3 separate regions of the Sus scrofa genome follow, and all the other regions are linked to region 1. Evidence: chromatin contacts called from public Hi-C and promoter capture Hi-C data. All regions are on one chromosome and are shown on one strand. The core of a region is the stretch at or near the end of the contact, and the rest is flanking DNA. Distances in the headings are between cores, read along the strand shown.

Region 1 (3,151 bases), core at 223-2,722:
TCAAAGACATATCTTCCTTCTCCCCATAGGAATCCAACATTTTCCATAATCTCTTCCATTTTTTCATTATATCTTTGAGGTGTTAACTTTGTTGAATAAAAAAAGCAACTTTGCCTATGACTACGTCTTTGCTCAGATTTAATAAGAAGCCCTAGTTGTTTCATTTTATCATTGACTGAGAGCTTAAAAACCCTAGGCCCTTACATACCATATAAGGATTTTACACCCTTGAAGGTTACAAAAATATCCAAAGGAGATTAAAACGTTAAAAATAAAAGTATTAGCACATCTTCATTTATGTTTTCATTCCACAAGTACTTGTTGAACATTTAAAATAAACCAAGAACTTGGCAGAGCAAAAGGAATACATTGGGGATTATTAAGTGGTGAAATGGTCCTTCTCTTTAGATGCACAGTCTGGTGAAGGAGACAGACGGATGGATAAATTACAAGTGCTATAATATCAATCACTGTGGGGTAGGCTATAGACACACGAAATGGTATAAAGAGGGAGGGGTAGAGAAAGAGAGAGATTTGTTCAAGACATAAAAATAACATGTGCAAACGCCCCGAGGTAGAAGCATACATACACAGAGCACTGCAGAGACTAAAATAATAAATGTTGCATGGCTAAAATACAAAATAAAAACTTGGATATGGCAAGACATAAAACTGGATATGAAAATGGGAGTTTTAACATACTCCAGGCTTCAGTTTTCTCATTTTCAAAAGAGGAACATTCCAACTGTAGATGGAGGATCCTTTCCAGCTAAAGTCGAGTGACCCAGCTTCACCCATTATCACAAATAAATGCTTGGAGGACCCTCACCCACAGTGCCTAAAGAGAGGCAGCTCTTTTCCAACTAATGAATCTGAAGAAATAACGCCATCTGATTCAGTGGGATTTTTTTGTTTGTGGGTTTTGGGTAGTTGTTTGTTTTTGTTTTTTAGTAAGATTTTCTTTGCAAATAATTTTTTCCAATAACTTCCATATCAAGAAATGGATTTCAGTTCTTTGAGGAGAGGGACTCTTTCCCCGAAAAAGAAACAAGATACTCAAAGGGAGGATTTCGTCCTTCCTCAGCCTATTAGTACTTCTGTCATATGTGGTCAGTGAGGGCAGGGAGCAGAATTGTGGACATGCCATGAGAGAGACTTTAGAACAGGCTTACTTCATCTGGTGTCCAGCAGGGTATCAATAACATAGATCCAGAAAAAGAAGAGCTGGGCCTACTCTTTCTGTCAGCATTCACTCCTTAAATGGTTTTCAAGGAATTATGTAAATTTATTATTAAACCCTTCGGCCACAAATAGTAATAATTTTTCAAGTATTTTATGGATTAGGAAGTACCTTCACATGTATTATCTTACACATTCCTCGTGAGAATCCAATGAACTAAGATCTCTCATCCCTTTTTTGCAATGGAAAAACTGGTTCAGAGCCAGTAAGTTACTCACCATGATCATCTAATTGGTCAATGATCTGTTGTGAGCCAAGGAACCTTTAACTGTGTTCTGCTGCCAAAGAAAACCATGCAGACTGGTTGGTGAGGTGATTCTTGCCAAAAATTTTAAAATAAAAATGAAAATGTAATCATTCTGGCTCTTCTTTTCCATTTCTTCCTCATACATTAAATGTGTTGTTTAACCAATGATCTCAACTACCTCTCCATAAGCAGAAAGTTAACTTTTGCGCAGAATCTATTTCAATATTTCATGAACCCAGACCTGGCAAATCATTTGATAAATTATTTCACCTACTACATCCTCATTTTCCCTTCCCTAAGATGGAAGTTAATGTGTTTATAAGCATTAACACTTATTTGAGTATTTGTTATTTACAAGATACTGCTGAGGGCTTTTACACGGATTTTCTTGTTTTGTACTTAACACTTACTGACTGCTTATCTCATATTCTAGATGATGAATATGAAGCATTAAAAAAGTGAAGACTTGCCCAAGTTTTCATAGCTAACAAAGAGGTTCAGCCAGATTTCGAAACAAGGTACTCCAGGGACCAAACAGTTCCTGTGCTCTTAAAGTTCAAAGTCCCCTCCCCAGGTGGCAGGGTTCCACGAACAATAAAGGCCTTTGCAATCAATGCACTTTCAAGGTTATGTGTGCAATTACTGACTCGGGGTTGTAGGCATAGAATATTGTGCATTTTGCATTTCAGTTAGGGCGACAATTTCAGTACACTTGGCAGAGGTTCAGAGGAACACTGAAATTATTTCCGAAGAAATGCACTATTCCTATTCAAACAAAGAGTCACCATTGGGTAGACAGATAAACTTACCCACCAAGAGCCTCTCAACGGCAGCCTGGTGATCAAGGCCCTAGATTTGCGAGATTTGGGAGTGCAAGCAGTCAGTACAGAAAAAAGAAAGCTAAGTGGTCTATATGGGGATTATAAGCAGAAGTATGGCTTTGTTAAGATGCACCATTAATTACTTAAGTAAATTCACCCAAACTGTGTTGACACTATGTTTACGTGCAAAAGAGAAAACAGTTACCCAGCAACTCTTATAATGGAGAGGAAAGTACTGCTCATTTGTACATTCTATTATATTGTTTGCTGAATAATATATCAAATTGCTCCCGTATTCAAAGAAGGTCCCACTGAATGCTGGCAGCCCAGGAGGTAGCCTAGAAAGGACATGATTTGACACACTTGACCTTGGCCCCTCCTTCAGCATCCACTTCTGGGGCCCTTGCCAAAAGCACTTTGGATCCTGGGCACTCTGAAAAGGAGAAAGGGTAAGAGTTTTGACATGATTTTAAAGAAACCATTATTCAGTTGGATAGATTTTTCAGTTCAGTTGAGCACAAGGTCCCCATTTTAGACAATCTTCTTAATGTGCTCTTTTCAAAAACTAAAAGTTAAAAATAACCACTTCAAAAAAAATCCTACCATCATTTACACAAATAGTTTATTGCAATTTGGCTATTGTTTGCCTCCACCAAAGGACACAAAGCCATTACTCAAAAGAATAATTACGGGGATTGGATGGACTGGGGACCTGAGCCATCATGAAGCCTTCCACCTCCAAAATCACTCTCTGCTAGAACCTAAGCCTTCTGCCTATAATCACCAAACTCACATAAAGAGCACAACAGGTCCAATGTCATGTTGGAGATAAATGCTGAAAAC
Region 2 (3,151 bases), core at 450-2,949, 220 kb after region 1:
TTACTTTGTAGGCGAGTACACATAGTGATCCAGGATGTGAGCCATTAAAATCTCATTTCCTCTCTGGTTTTTAGCGTGACGAAGATAAGGAGAAAGTTGGAACCATGGAGTATTTTGGCCTGGGCGGCTACCCTGGTTTTCCTCTACAGTATTACCCTTACTACGGCAAGCTCCTGCAGCCCAAGTACCTGCAGCCCCTGATGGCTGTGCAGTTCACCAACCTCACCATGGACACTGAAATCCGCATAGAGTGTAAGGCGTATGGTGAGAACATTGGGTACAGTGAGAAAGACCGTTTTCAGGGACGCTTTGATGTAAAAATTGAAGTTAAGAGCTGATCACAAGCTCTTTCCCACTAGCCATTTAAAGAGTTTAAAAAGATTCAGAAACAAAAAACCTACTAGTCTTGAACAAACTGTCATACGTATGGGACCTACACTTAATCTATATGCTTTACACTAGCTTTCTGCATTTAATAGGTTAGAATGTAAATTTAAAGTGTAGCAATAGCAACAAAATATTTATTCTACTGTAAATGACAAAAGAAAAATAAAAATCGAGCCTTGGGACGTGCCCATTTTTACTGTAAATTATGATTCCATAACTGACTTGTAGTAAGCAGTGTTTCTGGCCCCTAAGTATTGCTGCCTTGTGTATTTTATTTAGTGTACAGTACTATAGGTGCACACTTTGGTCATTTTTCAAGCCATGTTTTATCGTATCTGTTTTCTACTTTATGTGAGCAAGGTTTGCTGTCCAAGGTGTAAATATTCAATGGGAATAAAACTGGCATGGTACTTTTTTTTTTTTTCTTTTTGAGTTTGGCTCTTTCAAAAATAATGGCCCATCAATGAGCATTTTTAACACACTCCATATAGTCTTTTCCTGTGGTGTTAGGTCTTCATTATTTTCTTTTTTCCCTGGGTCTAGGTGGGGGGGGGGGGTGGGCTGGGCTGTCATGGGGGAACTGCCCTTTAAATTTTAAGTGACACTACAGAAAATCTCAAAAAGGTGATGGGTTGTGTTGTGCTTTGTACTGAATGCTGTCTTGACTTCTTTTCCCCTGTCCTCCAGTCCGTTCGAAGCTGTGTATGAGATCTGGAGCACCCGTCACTTTGGCTAGTGATAGGGTGGATTAATTTGCTTTGTACATTTTCTTTCACTTTCCTTTTTTCCTTTCTCTGGAGGCATCACATGCTGGTGCTGTGTCTTTATGAATGTTTTAACCATTTTCATGGTGGAAGAATTTTATATTTATGCAGTTGTACAATTTTATTTTTTTCTGCAAGAAAAAGTGTAATGTATGAAATAAACCAAAGTCACTTGTTTGAAAAAAAAAAAAATCTTTATTTTGGACTTTATAAAAAGCAATGCAGTACCCCATAGACTGGTGTTAAATGTTGTCTACAGTGCAAAATCCATGTTCTAACATATGTCATAATTGCCAGGAGTACAGTGCTCTTGTTGATCTTGTATTCAGTCAGGTTAAAACAATGGACAATAAAAGAATGAACACATTTCTCATGTGAATGATTCACTCTTGTCTAAATGTCCCAACCTGTGACTTCTTTCTCTACTGCTAGTTATCCAAGATCTTGAAGAAATACTGAACCTGAAAGACAAACACATTGATTTCATTAGTTCATATGGAAGTTTGGCCTTTTCCACCCAACGGAGGCCAAGAGCAGGGCGAGGACTCTGGACACTGGAACACCAAAGTGCACACGCCCCTCCCCCAAGGGACAGCTAGGTTAATCGGAGGCAGAGATTCAATCAATGAAGTTTTAAAGTTCAAGTTTAGAACTATTTTTCAGCAATACTCAGTTTAGAAAACATGAAATTTTGGTTCCTGCTAGTCCTTCATGAGATATGGCTATTAAAAAAAATCATGTCAAAGTTGTTAATAATTCTGTTTATAAAAGAAGTGAGGTTAGTAATCAGAAAATGGGCAGAATGGGGTTCCCGTTGTAGCGCTAGTGGGTTGCAAACCTGGCTAGGATCCATGAGGACGCAGATTCGATCCCTGCCCTTGTTTAGTGGGTTAAGGATCCTGCGTTGCTGTGGCTGTGGTGTAGGTCAGCGACAGCAGCTCTGATTTGACCCCTAGCCTGGGAACTTCCACATGCCACAGATGTGGCCTTAAAAAGCAAGAAAAAAGAAAATAGGCAGAAGAAATGTCTATTTAGACATACAGATGGTCAATAGGCACATGAAAAGATGCTCAACATTGCTAATTATTAGATGAAAATTAAAACTACAATGTGATATCACCTCACACCTGTCAGAATGACCCTAATTAAAAAGTCTGTAAATCACAAATGCTGGAAAGGGTGTGGAGAAAAGGGAACCTTCCTACACTGTTGGTGGGAACGTATATTGATGGAGTCACTGTGGCAAGCAGTACAGAGGTTCCTCAAACTAAGAATTGCTAGGATCCAGCAATCACGCTCCTGGGCGTATATCCACATAAAACTATAATTTGAAAAGATACATACACTCCTATGTTCATAACAGTACTGTATATAATAGCCAAGACATGGAAGCAACCTAAATGTCCACCAACAGAGGACTGGATAAAGAAGATGTGGTATATAAAACAATATTATTCAGCCATAAAAAAAAAAAAATGCCATCTGCAGCAAAATGGGTGGACCTAGAGATTCTCATACTAAGTGAAGTCAGTCAAAGACAAATATATGATATCATTTACATCTGGAATCTAAAAAAGTGAGAGTTCCCGTCATGGAGCAGTGGTTAACGAATCCGACTAGGAACCATGAGGTGGCGGGTTCGGTCCCTGCCCTTGCTCAGTGGGTTAACGATCCGGCGTTGCCGTGAGCTGTGGTGTAGGTTGCAGACACGGCTCGGATCCTGCGTTGCTGTGGCTCTGGCGTAGGCTGGCAGCTATAGCTCCGATACGACTCCTAGCCCGGGAACCTCCATATGCCTCAGGAGCGGCCCACGAAATGGCAAAAAGACAAAAAAATAAATAAAATAAAAATAAAAAAGTGATATAAGTGAACTCAAAATTTACAAGACAGTATCAGACTCAGACTTTGAAAACAAACTTATGATTACCAAAGGGGGAAGGTTTGGGGGAGGTAAATTAGGAGTTTGGGATAATATATACACATTATTATACATAGAACAG
Region 3 (3,151 bases), core at 444-2,943, 190 kb after region 1:
GATGAGGAAGAGCTCATGCTACAGCAATTCAAGCTTGTCCATAGACCTGCGAGTTTGACCTGGGTGACAGAAAGGAAACCCTGACAAGCCTCCCTTGCGTTGTCTGTCTGGATACAGGGAGGGGAAATCTTTTCTGGGATGGGCTACATAGCTCCCTGGGGATGTAGCTTCTGTACATTGACTGCAGAGGCGCCCCTGCTGATTTCTGCTGTGTCACTGCCTCAAGAGGGATGTGTGAAGCTGCTCAGGGGTTTGGCGGAGGGAGATGAAACCAAGGAGTTTGGCTGTTGATGCACAGGGGATAAAGAAGGGGGAGGGATAAAGGATGCCAAGGATTGCCTGCACCTTCTCGCGATTTATACTAGGCTTTCCAGATCCTTTTTGGCCCCAGGTCTTTTAGAGAAGAACAAAGTGGTCGGTACCCACCCAAGGGGCGTGAAAACCCGTCCCTGAGAACACCAGCCTGGGATTCGACGCCAAGGGGAGTCATTGGTGGCTAGGTCACGTGCAAACATTGTCGCCGCCGGGGTCTAGACTGGTGTGAGCCGCCAGGCAATGCGACTGGTTTCTGAAGGAGCGACCCACTGGGGGCCGGCTGGTCGGCCTCCAACACCTCCTACCCCTTTCAAACCCCGGATCCGGCTTGCCGCCCTGGGTGGGTTTGGCAATTATCCTGCTTGAGGTGGTTCAGGCCGCCCACAAGGAGCATAGCCCGGCAGTCAGGAGCCAGGGCTGCTGGCTGGGCTGGCCTGGAAGGAGAGGGACGGGCCGGAACTGCAACCGCAGTGGCGGGGAGACCGGAGGGGGTGGCAGGTGCAGCAGCAGAGAGGCGGGGCGGAGCTGGGCAGAGTCCCTGATTCTCAGGCGTCCCGGAGTGACCTACCCCCACCCAGCTAGGGCCTAGGAGAAGTGGAAGTGCGGAGAAGAGAGGCTGAGAGTGCACGAGAGGGACTGACTGGATCGGGACAGCCGGGCTGGGGTCCCGAAGGGTCTGCGGGGCGCCAGGCAAGGCAGGTGCGGGTCACCTCACTACGGAAAAGGCGGGTTCGTGCACAGCCCAACGCGAGGAGGGGGCTGTTAGGTGCTGCGGCCTCGCCACTCACAGTTCTCTCCGCCCCTCCCCGCGCCCCCGCTCCCTGGCTCCCTAGACCGCCCCTCACGCCGCTACCGCAGCTCCTTTGTGCCAACCCCGCGCCCGCCCCCTCGGGCCCCAGGCCCCGCCCCCTCCACGCCGGCTATTGGCCCGCCGGGTCGCTAGTGGGCGGGGCGCCCCGTCGCCACGGCGCGGTATATAGTAAAGGTAGGGCGTGCGCCCTCAGCCAATTTCTCGGCTCGTGGCGGGTGGCTGTAGCCTGGGCCCGCAGTCCATTTGTTCGTCCTTCCCTTTGACTTTTCCTTGTCCCCTGCCTGTCTCTGCAGAGGTCACAGGAGGCGGGGGCCGAGCACGCGTCCTCGGTGGCAGCTGGAGTGGCAGCTGCGGGTTTGTGGAGCCCCCGAATCCCCAAGGGCAAGGGGAGCGCGTGGCGGACCAAAGAGGGCCAGTGAGCGGTCGTGCGCCCACCAATAGGTGCGGGGCTCGGAGACGCCCAGCCTGCGCGGTCCCTCCCTCCTCCCTCCGCCCCCGCCGCCGCCGCCTCCCCCTCCTCCCGCTCCTGACTCTGCTCCTCCACCGCGCGTCTGGCACTCTGAAAGCCGCAGCGGCAGCGGCGGGTGCAGCCTGCGGAGAGCCAGGCAGGGGACACTGATCGGCAGGAGAGGACGCAAGAGCGCACGCGGCAATCACCCATCTTCAATCCCCGCAGCAGCTGCTGACCCGCCACCATGGCCCGCGGAAAAGCCAAGGAGGAGGGCAGCTGGAAGAAATTCATCTGGAACTCCGAAAAGAAGGAGTTTTTGGGCAGGACCGGTGGCAGTTGGTGTAAGTATGGGTTTCGCAGCTCTCGCCCCCAGCGCCTTGCCTTTCGGCTCATCCCCCGGGCAGGCTCTGCGGACCGCACCGCGCGCTCCGCGCTGGCAAGGGCGGAGGGTCGGGTGGTGAGCACTGCTACGATCGCGCGGGCCTGGGCTTGCTGTCCTGTATGGAATTCAGAATCCCTGGATAGGCGCGGGCAAGCAGAGGGTTACGTATATTGTAGCGGTCTTGGGAACTTGCAGTTTATATGACATCGCTTGAGCCCTTCGGTCCTGGGCATGGTCGGGCTGTGGGAGACTAGATATGTCTCTTCTTGTAGTCAGGTCCTAAAAAATAAGATTTGAGGCTCTGAAAGAACAGCCTGAGGGTAATCGGACCGAATGCAGGCGAGGTTGTGTGTTAAAGCACCTTTTTTTTCTAGTCTAAATATGTACCTCCAAAGGCCGGCGGCGGGCGGGGGTGGGGTGGGGGTGCGGGGAGCGGTAGTGATGGCAGAATCCATACACACTGCAGTATTTCGTAGCGATGCCCAGAGTTTCCTCCAGTGAACTGCCGTGGAGTCATCACAGCCCAGGAATGACCCAGGAAGCTCCATGTCAGGACTCCGTTTCTGAGCCTTGGCCCCAAAACATGGCAAAATCGGGTTGTTGTCAGTGTCTACAGAGCCAGATGCAGAACCGGGTACGATGAAGGGTTAGTGTGAAATAAATGGCACAAAGGCAGAGGCAGGTCATCTGATACGATTTGGGGCAGCCTGTTGCTTGGCTAAATAGACCCCCTCCCCATTGAAAATTATATTGCTTACTTGTCTTCCACCTCTCTACACAGGAAGGGTGACTTTTTTTAAAAGGTCATTTTGAAGGGCAGTTGTAGGCAAATCTGTAAGAGTCGTGACTGCGGAAGAGAGAGAGAGAGGGAGGGAACTCCCCCCTCCTGCATCACTGCCCCCCCTTCTCTAATATCATCATCACCATCATCATCATCTGCACCACTAGCACCACCACTGCAGCCACTAAGGGAGCCCTGGGTAGGTGCTGATGTGGTGTTCCTGATTGGGAGGATCTGTGAGCATGGGCAGGAGAATGAGTCAGGGAAATATTGCTTGGCTGACATTTTGAAATGGAAGAAGCTAGAATATATGATTTTCTGTAGAGGAAAAAAAAATGCACCCTGTAGTGTGTCTCTTGATTAAAAAGTGAAGGGTTAATAATGCATCACACTTCAAGGTTAGTCAAGGTG

The links. Promoter capture Hi-C pulls out the DNA fragments that hold promoters and counts their contacts. A called contact is a pair of places that touch in the nucleus more often than the background predicts.
Region 2: a contact with region 1 is called in a Hi-C map of liver, with 2.5 times the contacts expected there. The contact joins two enhancer-like sites. A contact is called at or near these places in 5 of 47 Hi-C or Micro-C datasets (liver, psoas muscle and skeletal muscle) and 2 of 2 datasets of contacts at active chromatin or transcription factors (alveolar macrophages and skeletal muscle).
Region 3: a contact with region 1 is called in a promoter capture Hi-C map of liver, with 11 times the contacts expected there. The contact joins the promoter of ATP1B1 here to the enhancer-like site in region 1. A contact is called at or near these places in 2 of 5 promoter capture datasets (fetal liver and liver), 6 of 47 Hi-C or Micro-C datasets (liver, psoas muscle and skeletal muscle) and 2 of 2 datasets of contacts at active chromatin or transcription factors (alveolar macrophages and skeletal muscle).

What each region holds. Positions count from the first base shown.
Region 1 is chr4:82,127,627-82,130,777 of Sscrofa11.1, reverse strand. All of the region lies in intron 1 of LOC110260299 (a long non-coding RNA gene), which reads right to left. It also overlaps the pseudogene LOC106510108. Among named protein-coding and RNA genes, the nearest start is that of DPT, 160 kb to the left of the region's middle. Within about 2 kb of position 1,472, at least 7 of the 83 cell types and tissues checked have an H3K27ac peak or open chromatin away from gene starts, as enhancers often do. A contact at or near this core is called in liver, where this site is marked.
Region 2 is chr4:81,909,924-81,913,074 of Sscrofa11.1, reverse strand. NME7 (nucleoside diphosphate kinase 7) reads right to left here. Exons shown (of 13, transcript XM_021089439.1): 13 at 799-1,612. The coding sequence ends at 1,580. ATP1B1 (ATPase, Na+/K+ transporting, beta 1 polypeptide) reads left to right here. Exons shown (of 6, transcript NM_001001542.1): 6 at 75-532. The coding sequence ends at 338. Among named protein-coding and RNA genes, the nearest start is that of ATP1B1, 26 kb to the left of the region's middle. Within about 2 kb of position 1,699, at least 2 of the 83 cell types and tissues checked have an H3K27ac peak or open chromatin away from gene starts, as enhancers often do. A contact at or near this core is called in liver, where this site is marked.
Region 3 is chr4:81,935,557-81,938,707 of Sscrofa11.1, reverse strand. ATP1B1 (ATPase, Na+/K+ transporting, beta 1 polypeptide) reads left to right here and starts at 1,693. Exons shown (of 6, transcript NM_001001542.1): 1 at 1,693-1,918. The coding sequence starts at 1,822.